Linked DNA regions of Mus musculus: region 2 is linked to region 1. A link is a contact called in public Hi-C data. All regions are on one chromosome and are shown on one strand. Each heading gives the region's core, a stretch centred on a gene start, on an enhancer-like site or on the middle of the called end of the contact. The rest is flanking DNA. Distances are from core to core; before and after follow the strand shown.

Region 1 (6,179 bases), core at 3,456-5,955:
CCTAGAGAGAGGCTGTGAAGTTAGTGTGTTTGTATGCTCCTCATTCAGTTGTGGACATTTTTAAGAATGGGAGATTTTATTTTTCCTCTTTTATCATCACGAACGGAATGGTGGAATTGAGTAGTAGTATCATGTTAGGACAGGCAGCAGAGAAAGGCCTCTCTTGGGAATACCAGTCTACTCAAGTGATGTCATCCACATTTGGCATGGGCCTTCTTTGTTAGTGCTCTCTGACATTCCCTCACACATACACTAGGTATGCTTTACAAATCTCCTAGGTGATTTTAAAATCAATTCAGTTGATAGTCAAGACTAACCATCATAGCTAGCCGTGAACATCTTACTCTAAGCTCCCTATAGCTGATCCAACAAGCATCATTTATTCCCTGGGGACTGATAGTAACCTTGGATAATTTAAGTTTTGTCTATATCTCTTTCTGTCTCAATCCAGTTTTGCTCACTCTGTGTCTTGCTAGGTCCCCTTTTCTTTGGTATTTATATCATAGGAAGGAAATTCTACTCACTCAGTGCCAAGTTCTGGCTTTTGAGTTGACACTCAGTTCTCTGAATGTGATAAAGATGCTTCCTTTCCTGTTTTATGATGCTCCTTTGCCCCATCTCTCTGACTGGTTGGCATGCGGTAATGGCAAAGGGAAGAACTGCAGGCTCTTTGAGTGATATATACCTTCCATATTAAATGTGCTGTTTTCCCAGAGCATGGTCTATAGCACTGTGTCCTTTATTCTTCATTCTTATTTTACGTGTAAGAAACAGGCTAAGTCAGCTAAAGTGAGTCTCTCAGGTTACAAATCATAGAGCTGGGTTTTAAAGTTTGGGTTTCATTACTAAAATACATAAATGGGAGGGGACATTTAGAGAGTCTCAAAGAGAATTGGGTATATATGCAGTCAACTTTGCAAGGGAGAAGCATTTTCTGTTTTTTTTTTACATGTATATTTTAAAATTTTTATTCTTTGCTTGTATATTAAATCCTGACCACAGTTTGCCCTCCTTCATCTCCTCCCAGCTTCCTCTCTCCCCCAGATCCACTCCTCCTCTGCTTCCCCCCAGAAAAGAGCAGGCCTTGCCTAAATATCAACCTAACATGGCATATCAAGTTACAATAAGACTAGGCACCTCCCCTCGTATTAAGGCTGAATGAGGCAACCCAGTGGGAGGAAAGGGTCACAAAAGCAAGGTCAAGAGACATAGACAGCCTCTGCTTCCATTATCAGGAGTCCAATAGCACACCAAGCTACACAACCATAACATATATGAATATGACCTAGGTCAGACCCTTGCAGGGCCCCTGATTGAGACCCTATGAACTCTGGTTAGTTGCTTCGGTGGGTTTTCTTGTGGTGTCTCTGAACTGTCTGGCCCCTACAGTCATGAGAAAGAAGAATGTCTGGTTTGAATGAAGATATGGGGGCACAGCTGTCACTATGTTACTCTCTGTTACTCCTGCCTCTCAGTAGCCATGAGGAAAGAGGTATTTTTGTGAAGACAGATGAAATGACGCCATTCGCATTACAGTTCTTGTTTCTGCCACTCCTTTTGATATTAACCTGCATTTGACTTTAACTTTTCTGCCACGGCCTCTGGGCCTCAGGATGGTATGGTTTTTTTGCTGGGTCTTGAGCAGAGAAAGATATAAGGAAAGTAGCATTTAAGAGTTTCTGGATTTCTTTTGGGAAATTTAATCAAGGTGCTCCACCCTCTGTGGTACAGAGGTTGAGATGGAAGAAGGTAGGTGGAAGATTGTGGCAAGGAGTAAATACACTGATGATGACTGGGAAACGTGGAAAGCAAGAAGGGGAATACTTCCCTTGTTCATACTTGTAAATACTATGTATATAAGTACTTATCTTTGGAGTTCTACTTACTACACGAAGATATTCAGATGATTTGAGACCATACTTGTCCTATTTACTTGACAGAATGCTTCTCTGGGTTCAGTGTGAGTAAACTTTCAGAAGGCAGTGAGTCAAGTGATAAAGCCAAGGCTGACACACTTAAGCATAGACACTGCCTGAATACCTCCCTGCCCTGTTCCATACAGTGTGAAAACAGATGGTGCTCAGAAAGGCTATTGCAAGCTATTTTATTGCTCCATCCATGCTTATTACATTGGAAGTGGCTCTTCTGTCTGGCTGACTTTTGGCCCTCCTCCGGAAGTTCTGTGCCAGTTTCATTGCTTCTACAGTTTAGGCCAAGTGACATGTAGGGTGTACCCTGGAAACTACTCCCAACTTCCTCAGAAAAACACTTCACTTTCAGAATGACTAAGGCAGCACCCGAGGTGCCATGGTCTGAATATGTGTGTCCTCTGTGGTAGTTATGTTGCAACTGAATCTCTAGTCCATCAGTACTGGGGGTGGAGCTTTAGGCAGGGATTAGGCAATGAAGGCCCTACACTCAGTGATGAGTTTAGCACCTTCTTAAAATGACTGGAGGGAATTATCTATACTCTTTGCCCATTTGTTTCTTTTGTCATATGAGGAGACATCCATTCCCACTGGAGAATGTACAAGAGAATCTAGGAAGTAGCCAAATTGGAAGCAGAGATTGGGTTATTGGCAGACAAAGAACCCAGTGGAACTTTCACTTTGACTTTCCAACCTCCAAAATGTCAAATAATATATTTTTATGGTGTATACTACACTTGTTATCCAGTCTCGGATATTTTAATAAAGAAATGAATTGACCAATACAATGGCCTTTAGTGCTAAGAAATAGCAGTGTCCTTTGCCTCGAAGGAAAGGGGTATAGGTCCCATTTTCTAGCATCCAGGACCTCTGATGGTAATACAGTCTCCAAAGAGATGTACTAAGAACTGTGTCTCTGTTTTGTACAAAGAACTTCCATGAGAGTCAAGCCTGATAAAGCTGTTTCCAAACTCCCTGATTTTTGTAGACTAATGTTTCACATCTTACTGACACCTAGGAGGCAAATCAAATTCTGACCCAGAGATGACTGTGGTAAAAATATCTCCACAGGATTGTTGGACTAATCTACACGAGGCTATACTACCCAAATCCGAGGTATATAGAGCAGCCTAAATTCCATGGACTTGTTGGATCTTTGAATGAGTATCTTCTTATATTTACTCATTGAGCTCTCCAGTGTCCCATGTCCTAGGCTTGGAGAAGAGAGAATACTAGAGTTAAGTTTCTTATTTTATGCAATTTACATTCTAAAGGAAAAAGAGACATTAACCTAGCTAGCAAATAATTGTAGTTAGTCCTCCATTTTTAGATGTTCCACATTCCTAGATTCAACCAATCATATGCCGAAAATATTTAGGAAAATTTTTGTACTGAAAGTGCACACTCTCCTATCATATTCTTTAAATTAGTTACAATATAGCAACTAATTGTAGAGTGTTTCATTTCAGTAGATAGCATAGGTAATCAAGAGATGATTTCAAATCTTCAGGAAAGTGTGCATAGGAGTTACACCTGAGTACTATGCTAATTAATATGAGAGACTTAAACATCTGAAGATTTCAGCATCCATTGTGGATCCCTGGACCAATCTACACTTTTTATTGATGGACAGCCAATATGTGACACACTCCAGTGGGTAATATTCTAAAGAGATTTCATGTCTGATAAAAACAAATAGAGATTACTGACTGCTTGTGCTCAAGAGAAAGAATAAGAGAGGCAGGACTGAAGAGAGGACATTCATCAGGGAACTGGATTAGAGGAGGTAGCTGTGCCTCACACATGTGCCTGTGGAAGGAGGCAGATCCCAAGCTGGAGCGACATAAGGAACTCCTGCTACATAGGACTATGAAAGCGCCTGATGTTTTAAAGGGTGCATTCAGCAGAGAAATAGACACAAAGAGATCACCCACAGCCCCTGCCCCTGTTACTCACTCCACAGGGAATGTGCAGAGTAATGCCTATTACAAAAGGGCTGTATGAATTAAGAGCATGTCACTTGTCTAAGTCATGATAAATTGATCTCCCCATCTCCAGGGTCTTTCCTGCTGCCTCTGCTCCATGTCTAGAAAGCTTCAAAGAAAGAATATAGGCAATTACCAAACACAGAATCATTCTGTTAGTCTGTCCATTGGAACCTTCTAGAATACATCAATAAACATTGGTATTTGAGCCTGCCACATTTTTTTTTTGTTGAGTCAGAGACCTAAGAATGGGCAGAGAGATCTTCTAAGAAGAAATTTATTGTATTTTTTAAATTATGTATATGTGTGTGGATATGTATGTATGTTTGTGCAGATGCCCATGGTCGTCAAAAGAGGTCATGTCTGACATGGGTGCTAGGGACCAAATCCTAGTCCTCTGCAAGAGCAGTTTGCACTCCTAATGAGCGCAGCACTCCTAATCTCTGCAGCTCCAAGGTCCAGAAATCTTAACTTTAAAGAGTCGATCTGGTAACAGCTAACTCCCATGACAGCAGCTCTGTTCTGCAGACACTGTTAGGCAGCCCTTTCTCATTTTCATCTCTAATGAAAGGTAGTACCTGTTACTTCAGCTCCAGTGCTTAGGAATCCTTTGTTTTAGAAAGCTGCAGGGCATTCTACATTTGCTCTGGAAGCTGCACAGTAAATGGTTAAGCCTTTCATGTTTTGCTATCCAAAGTGACTCTGTTTTGTTTTTTTGCAGTCTTTTACTGCAAAGCGCAGGCTTCTTCCGTGGGCCTAGCTTTCCAGCTCAGGCTCCCTTGAACTTATGATCCGCCCAATCAAGCTTCCGAAATGCGAGGATTCCAAGCCTCTTTCACCATGACATCTGTTGCACACAGCTTTTGTGTTTAAAAATCTTTGCTGGGAATAGACTTGGAGAGATTCTACTTATTTGGCTTCTTTCAAAAAACAAAACAAAACAAAGCAGGCTTTGCAAGTGAAAGTCTGGCTTTTATAGACCATCTCCATTATCTGAAAACCGTTTATTCTGAGCCACACATCAGTGACCATGGATCAGAATTAGAGATTTGAGGACAAGTTCCTTGACAAGTTCTATGACAAAAGAAGCTTTGGGAAAGAAAGTCAGGAATCAATGTGTTTACAAACTGCATAGCTGGGACTGTGAGGAGGCAGGCTCTGGTGAGGCCGAGATGTTGATGCTATTTAAATATTGTCTTTATCATGTTCATAACTAGAGTGCTGAAGGACGGGGCTGGCAGGTGTACCAAACTAAAGAGTTTTGGGGAAAGCCTGGAGGATTTAAGGTCAGATACTGAGGTTGATTATAAATGGCTCTTTAAAGGGGATAAAGATAGCAAAGGGTAATTTTGGTACCCGACCTACAACATTTCATCACTGTAGTCAAGATGTACTGAGCCAAGGTCAAGTGGTACGCAAAGTCTTTGATACAGATGCAGCTTCTTCGAGATCTTCTCAAAGGGCAGAAGCAGCAGGAGTTGAATCTGGTTTCTTTCAAACATGAGTGAATGCTGTGGCCACTGTGCCAGCCTTACTTCCCCCACCTAATGCTTCTTATTACAGGAGAAGTCCCTCCAGGTTGCAGATTCAAGACGTCTTTGCTGTCTCTGCTTCTGGGAATGGCAAAGGTTCTCCGTCTTTATTCACAGGGTCATCAGCTTTGCTCTGGGTTCACCCCTACCCCTGTGTGCTTGGTTCGGCATCAGGAGCCTGTTCCCAAGCACTTCAGTCGCTTAGTCCTTCTTCTGCATGTTTCAGCTGGTTTGTCTTTTCATTTATCTGCCGTCTGCCCAGTTCTCCCATGAGCTATTCACAAATTTATTAACAGATTATTTCCTACCTGCAAAATAACCCCCTCCCCCCAGGTCAGTAGCTGTCAGTTCAAGTTCAGTTAGTGATAACCCTTTGGTCTTTTGCAGTTTCTCATTCCATTAGGAATCAGAGTAAACCCTTGCAACACATACACATTCACAACTATGCAACAGTGGGCTAAGGCATTTATTTATGAGGCTGTGCTAAGTACAAGTGTCTTTATTGTGAAGGAAGGCTTTCCTAAGTATTGCTAAATCAAAAAACACAATCGAGGCCAGTCTCTGCCAGTCTCCACATTCCACATTGACTAGGCATTGACTAAGAATAAGTATAGGCTGCTAAAATAAAAAAGTTGATTGTATAACAAGTGGAAAAAGGTTTCCGTTTGTGAAGGAAAAATCCACAAGAAAGAGAAAGGAAAACCTAGAAACCACAAAGGGCAGTAATTCTAGTT
Region 2 (6,657 bases), core at 817-3,316, 280 kb after region 1:
AAAGACTATGCCTGTCTTAGTCAGGGTTTGTATTCCTGTACCAAACACCATGACAAAGAAGCCAGTTGGGGAGGAAAGGGTTTATTCAGTTTATGCTTGCACATTGCTGTTCATTGCCAAAGGAAGTCAGGACAAGACACTGAAGGAACTTGGAGGCAGGAGTTGATGCAAAGGCCATGAAGAGGTGCTGTTTACTGGATTGCTTCTTCTAGCTTACTCAGCTTGCTTTCTTATAGAACCCAGGACTACCAGCCCAAGGATGGCACCACTCATAATGGGTTGGGCCCTCCCCCTTTGATCACTAATTGAGAAAATGCCTTACAGATGGATCTCGTGGAGGCATTTCCTCAAGGGAGGCTCCTTTCTCTGTGATAACTCCAGCTTGTGTCAAGTTGACACACAAAACCTGCCAGCACAATGCCCTAACCATCTTTCAAAACATGAGCTAATGCATTTCTTTTCTGGAATATTTCTCTGACTAAAGAAAGCTTAACTAAATACTTTCTCTGAATCTGTCTGCTACTTTCTTTATAGTACCTCCTATAGTTTCTCTCTCTCTCTCTCTCTCTCTCTCTCTCTCTCTCTCTCTCTCTCTCTCTCTTTCTCCCTCTCTGTCTCTCTCTTTTTGTCTCTCTCTGTCTCTTTATCTCTCTGTCTCTTTTTTCTGTGTCTCCGTCTCTGTCTCTCTCTCTCTCTCTCTGGTGTGTGTGTGTGTGTGTGTGTGTGTGTTTGTATGTGTGTTTTGAATTGTTTATATTTGCTTCTCTTCCTTTCTTAAAAACTTAGGTTCTTTAAGCAGAGGTACTGTATCACTCATGATAGAAACCTACTAACTGTCTCACACAATGAATTAATAAATGCAGCTAATTTAATCTGAACAAAAACTTAAAAATACACTCATTCCAGATAGGGGAAGGTTCTCCCTGAGTTTACCATAGAGGCTGTCAAAAGCTTCCTATAGCACAATATGAATGGACAGGTTCCTACTGAAGGTCTATTGATCTTACAAGGAAATGGTGATGCATTTGGGGTGGGGTGCAGAGGTACTTTTATCTAGGCTGTAGATCATTATAATGGGGAGAATAGTGAAAGCAATTTTGCATGGAAACAATCTCCAGCTGCCTGTAACTTTGGTTCAGCAAATGTCACCGTGCAACTATTTACTACAGTATTTATTACTCTGTCATTAGCTCATAAATAATACCAACCTAGCAACCAAGGGACGATGCCATGCAACAGCGACCGTGATAAGAATTTAAGAAGGCAAAGAAGCCTATGTTCACATCTAAGGAGGAGGCGTAGAGGGTAAACTCTAGCAATTACCAAGACTCATAACTTTCCCTATAAAAACAATCTGAGCAAAACTGAAAGGGTGCTTAGAGTAGCATTCCTCACTAGAACACCCTCATAAAACCACAGAACCCACTGGATATAGCTATATCTGTCATCGGCCTGGGGCAAATAAACCTCAAATTGGTGGGGATGATGTCAAAAGGAATCCTTTTTGGTTGTCATATTCACATTGAAATTCTGATTCTGAGTACTGAAGGAGAGCTGGGAGCCAACTGGTTTGTTAGTTGTGTTTTTCTAAGTGAGAGCTGAGAGATGTAAAGAAACTTGGGACAAAGCCCTCTAATCTTCTGCTCCATTTTTGTTGTGGTTCGGTTTGCTTTGGTCCTATCTTTTAATGGCCTGGAATGTTTTATTGGGCCTCACAGCATCAAGCTTACATCTTGCAAAATATTGCTTCCCTACTTTACCATTAGATAAATAATTTCTAGAAGCTTTCACCAAGATTCTTGGCAGGAGGGGTGTTTGTTTGGTTGATTGGATTTGGGTTTGGGTTTGTTTGTTTGTATTTCCCTTCAGGCCTTCTGACCACTCACTTTTTGTTAATCACTCTGGGCCTCCTGCTCTCATCCCCAGTTTGAATGCTGGAATGATCCATGAAATGAGATCACTCATAAAAGAAGCGAAATCTCTTTCATCTTCAAATCTCCTGGGCTCGGCACTGACGCTTCTTGTGTAGAACTCAGAACATTTGGAATCAATGTGAGCAGATGGGTGGAGGCTGTATTTTCAGCTTCGTGAGTCACTGCAGAAATGAGCCCAAGGATTTCATTTCAGCCTTCCATGGTGTTGGCTCCAGGGACCATTCAACTACTGCTAGTACTTGCAAGTTGGATAACCAGCCCTTGAACCTCCCTGCATCTTAATATCTCTTATTGCAACATGAGTTTATAATAGCTCCCTCATTGTCTTCATGTTAAGATTAGGCCAAAGTGTTTAACCCAAAACTTGTCCTGCCTCTAAGATCTGCAAGGATAAAGATGGAGCCGAGACTGAGAGAACAGTCAACCATTGACTGGCCCAACATAAGAGCTGTCCCACGTGAGAGAGATAACTCCTGATACTATTAATGATACTCTGCTTTTCTTGCAGGAACCCAGCATAACTGTCTCCTGAGTATCTTCATGGATCAGTGGATATAACAGATGCAGAGACCCATGGCTAACCTCAGAGAGTCTTGTGTACAAGTGGGAGAGAGGACAGAGCAACCCAGTGAGATCATGGACACCACTAGAAGACCTATGATGTCAACTAACATGGGCCCAAAGAGGCTCACAGAGACTGAACCACTAATCAAAGAGCATGCAAGGGCTGGGTCTAGGCTTCTCCCTACATTTGCAGAAGATATATCGATTGGTCTTCATGTGAGCGAGTCCCCTAACAGTTGGAGCAGGGGACTGTGTCTAAATCTGTTGCCTGCCACTGGATCACCTTCCCCTACCCGGACTCCTGGTTGGGTCTCAGTGGGCAAGGAGGTGCTTTGTGCTGCTGGGACTAGAAGACCCAGGGTAGGGTGGTACCCAAGGAGGGCTTTTAGGGGGAGGGATTTGATAGGACTGGGATTGGAGGAGAGGAAGGTGACTGGGGGAAGCAATGTGAACAATTTAAATCATGAAAAAAAAAAAGAATAACTTTAATGCAATGAGTGGTTCTCAACCTTCCTGATGCTGCAAGACTTTTTTACAGTTCATCATATTGTGGTGGCCTCAGTCCATAAAGTTATTTTTCGTTACTACTTTGTAATTGTAATTTTGCTACCGTTTGGGATCGTAATATGAATACTTTTAGAGATAGAAGTTCACCATAGGGGTCTCGGCCCACAGGATGAGAACTGTTACTTTAAACTACACCCACACTTCCAGGAAAAATATGATGACCTCCAGAGTGGCACCTTCAAAGCCACTCCACTGAAGTTTTCTTTTCCCAAATTATGTCCATACCTTTCCTTTGTTAATTACTTTTCTTCCAAGCCCTTAAACCATTACTATTCAGAAATATTGCCAACGAGATATCTGTGTCACAGTTGTGACCAGCCACTTCCACCCAATGTGCAGTGCAGATCCATGGATAAGCAGTCTCAAATTCATTATCTGGCAGAGCAGGAAATAAGAACAAAGCTTGGCCCTTAACCTTGTTTTGGTAGATTTTAGAGACAAGTTAAGAAACGATTCAAAATCAGCTCCCGAAGGCACAGAGGTTGGAAGGGGGAGGTTTTCTTGAACCTTTACAAGAAACACACAAGTTTTCTTGCCACATTCAATCTTGACCTTACCCCTACCTCTGATGAAATGCTTTTTCCTACTGTAAGTGCAAGAAAGAGAAAAAAATAAAATAAAAAGGCAATAGAAATAGCATAAGTCAGAGCACCACCTGAAAGGTCTGGTCTCTTACAGTGCACACCAAGCTAAACTGTCAGCTTGTGAAATAGGGAAATTAAATGTGAGGGCGGCTACATGGAGACACTGTTTGCATGTCCTGTGGGGACTAGCAAAGGCAGGCATATCCTTCCCCAGGAGGAAATGCCCAGCTGGAAGCACTGCTCCTCATGAAGCTGAGTAGTCCTCTGTGCATTTTATGTGCAATTAATTAAGTTGATGGTACATACTTATAAAATATTACATGATGTTTCAATGCATGCCCATGATATAGAGCGTTCAGATTACACTAAATAGAACTGACTAGTTATATAAATCACAAGCACTAGCAACTTGAACTAAATCCATTTATTCTAGAGCTCAGAAGTTAGACATCAGTTTCACTAATATACTATCAGGTTATATAGCAGGCAGGTTCCCTTAGTAGACCTCAGGAGGAAAGGGTTTTCCTTGCCTTCTATTTCACATACCTGTCTGTTCTTTGACTTGTGTCCCTTCCTATAGCTTTAAGAACATTGTTTCATTCTTTATTTTTATCATCTCTTTTTTGCCTGGTTCCTAATCTATCCCTCACACAAGGATCATATTATCACACTGCCCCTCCTTGGAAATCTACCGACTCAAGACCACTAAGAATTTCAAAGTGTCCTCTGCTGCATAAGGAATTGACATCTTAATAGTGACACTTTTTATATCCACAAAAGTGATAAATTTCTTTTCAAGTATACCTCCTTTGCATTTCTAAGAAATGAATTTTAAGTGTCAGTGTAAAGTCATGGCAAAAATCATGTTAAAATTTCTTTTTTTTTAAAGGTGTAATGAATTTTAATAGTAAAAGGATGGAAATGACCAAAATGTTCACTTGTAAAAAAGTTTGAAAATTTGAAAACTTCATTTTACTTAGTATATTTTATTAGATATTTTCTTTATTTACATTTCAAATTTTATCCCCTTTCCTAATTTCCCCTTCGAAAGTATCCCTATCTCATCCTCCTTCCCCCCACCCCCTGCTCACTCCCGCTTCCCTGTACTGGCATTCCCCTACACTGAGGCATTGAGCCTTCACAAGACCAAGGGCCTCTCCTCTCGTTGATGTCCAACATGGCATCCTCTATTACATATTTGGCTGAAACCTTGAGTCCCTCCATGTGTACTCTTTCGTTGGTGGTTTAGTCCCTGGGAGCTCTGGGAGGTACTGGTTGGTTCATATTGTTGTTCCTCTTATGGGGCTGCAAATTCATTCAGCTCCTTGGATCCTTTCTCTAGCTCTTCCATTGGGGACTCTGTGAACAATCCAATGGATGGCTGTGAGCATCCACTTCTGTATTTGTCAGGCACCAGCAAAGCCTCTCAGGAGATAGCTATATCAGGCTTCTGTCAGCAAGTACTTGTTGGCATCCACAATAGGGTCTGAGTTTGGTAACTGTATGTGGGATGGATCCCCAGGTGGGAGAGTCACTGGATGGCCTTTCCTTCAGCTTCTGCTCCATACTTTGTCTCTGTATCTCCTCCCATGGGTATTTTGATCCCCTTTCTAAGAAGGACCAAAGTATCCCACTGTAGTCTTCCTTCTTTTTGAGCTTCATGTGATCTGTGAATTGTATCTTGGGTATTCTGAACTTCTGGGCTAATATATACTTATCAGTGAGTGCATACCATGTGTGTTCTTTTGTGATTGGGTTACTTCACTCAGGAGAATATTTTCTAGTTCCACACATCTGCCTAAGAACTTCATGAATTCATCATTTTTAATAGCTGAGTAGTACTCCATTGTGTAAGTATACCTCATTTTCTGTATCTATTCCTCTGTTGAAGGACATCTGGGTTCTTTCCAGCTTCTGGCTATTATAAAAAAGGCTGCTATGAACATAGTGGAGCATATGTCCTTATTACCTGTTGGAGAATCTTCTAGGCATATGCCCAGGAGTAGTATAGCTGGGTACTCAGGTAGTACTATGTCCAATTTTTTTTTGAGGAATTGCCAAACTGATTTCCAGAGTGGTTGCATCAGCTTGTAGTTCCATCAGCAATGGAAGAGCGTTCCTCTTTCTCCACATCTTTGCCAGTATCTGCTGTCACCTGAATTTTTGATCTTAATATTTCTAGTTTAACATTTTCTTGTTATTTATTCTGTCTCATTTCACAATTGGTTGTTACTCAAAGACAAAATTTCTGTGTACTTTGCCTTTCACAACTTTGACAAACTCACTGATTGTCTTTAGAGGTTTTCTTTATTTTGTATTTAAGTAATCTGGTGAATGGTTACAAGAAAATATTAGATTCTGGACACACAAAGTCAATCCCACACATATAGTCAAAGCAGTGGAGATAGCATCTACAAAGCCTGCATGAGTCCAAGTCAGGACCAGATCCCAGCATAGAGAGGGGAGCTGGGCACCTTGGTCTATGACTAGTTGATGTGACAAAGAAAATAATGAAACCTCCAGAAGGCATTAAGAATCTCGTGTCAGTCACACAATAGCTGCATGTTTGCTAAAGGCTATCGATGAACTTGAGCTGTGAAACATTGCTCTACGCTTTATGAACAAAGCTGAGGCTGACCTAAGCAGAGATTCAACCTCCCACATGGTTCTTGGAGTGCTACAGGGATGTGCAAAAGAAATCCCAAATAGATAGTGGTGAGGAATGAAGAAAATATGACCTAAGAAATAGGGAGGTCGACTTAATAATGTGAATGGGATGGGTGAGAGAGTTACTGGATCACACTGTGGTGGCTGCCTCAGAAGGTGACCAGGACAATAACTTGACAAATAATACATCAAATATTGCCGAAGATAAAAAGGATGTGAAAGAGACTATGCCGGGGCCTAGCAAACACAGAAGTGGATGATCACAGTCAGCTATTGGATGGGTCACATGGCCCCCAATGGAGGAGCTAGAGAAATTACCCAAGGAGTTAAAGAGATCTGCA

The links. Hi-C and Micro-C count contacts between places; a contact is called where the count stands out from the background.
Region 2: a Hi-C map of uterus shows a contact between it and region 1, with 4 times the contacts expected there. The contact joins two enhancer-like sites. A contact is called at or near these places in 1 of 484 Hi-C or Micro-C datasets (uterus) and 1 of 115 datasets of contacts at active chromatin or transcription factors (fibro-adipogenic progenitors).

The regions. Positions count from the first base shown.
Region 1 is chr15:67,479,621-67,485,799 of GRCm38.p6, forward strand. No RefSeq gene overlaps it. Among named protein-coding and RNA genes, the nearest start is that of 1700012I11Rik, 260 kb to the left of the region's middle. Within about 2 kb of position 4,706, at least 1 of the 459 cell types and tissues checked has an H3K27ac peak or open chromatin away from gene starts, as enhancers often do. A contact at or near this core is called in uterus, where this site is marked.
Region 2 is chr15:67,757,350-67,764,006 of GRCm38.p6, forward strand. No RefSeq gene overlaps it. Among named protein-coding and RNA genes, the nearest start is that of Zfat, 500 kb to the right of the region's middle. Within about 2 kb of position 2,067, at least 12 of the 459 cell types and tissues checked have an H3K27ac peak or open chromatin away from gene starts, as enhancers often do. A contact at or near this core is called in uterus, where this site is marked.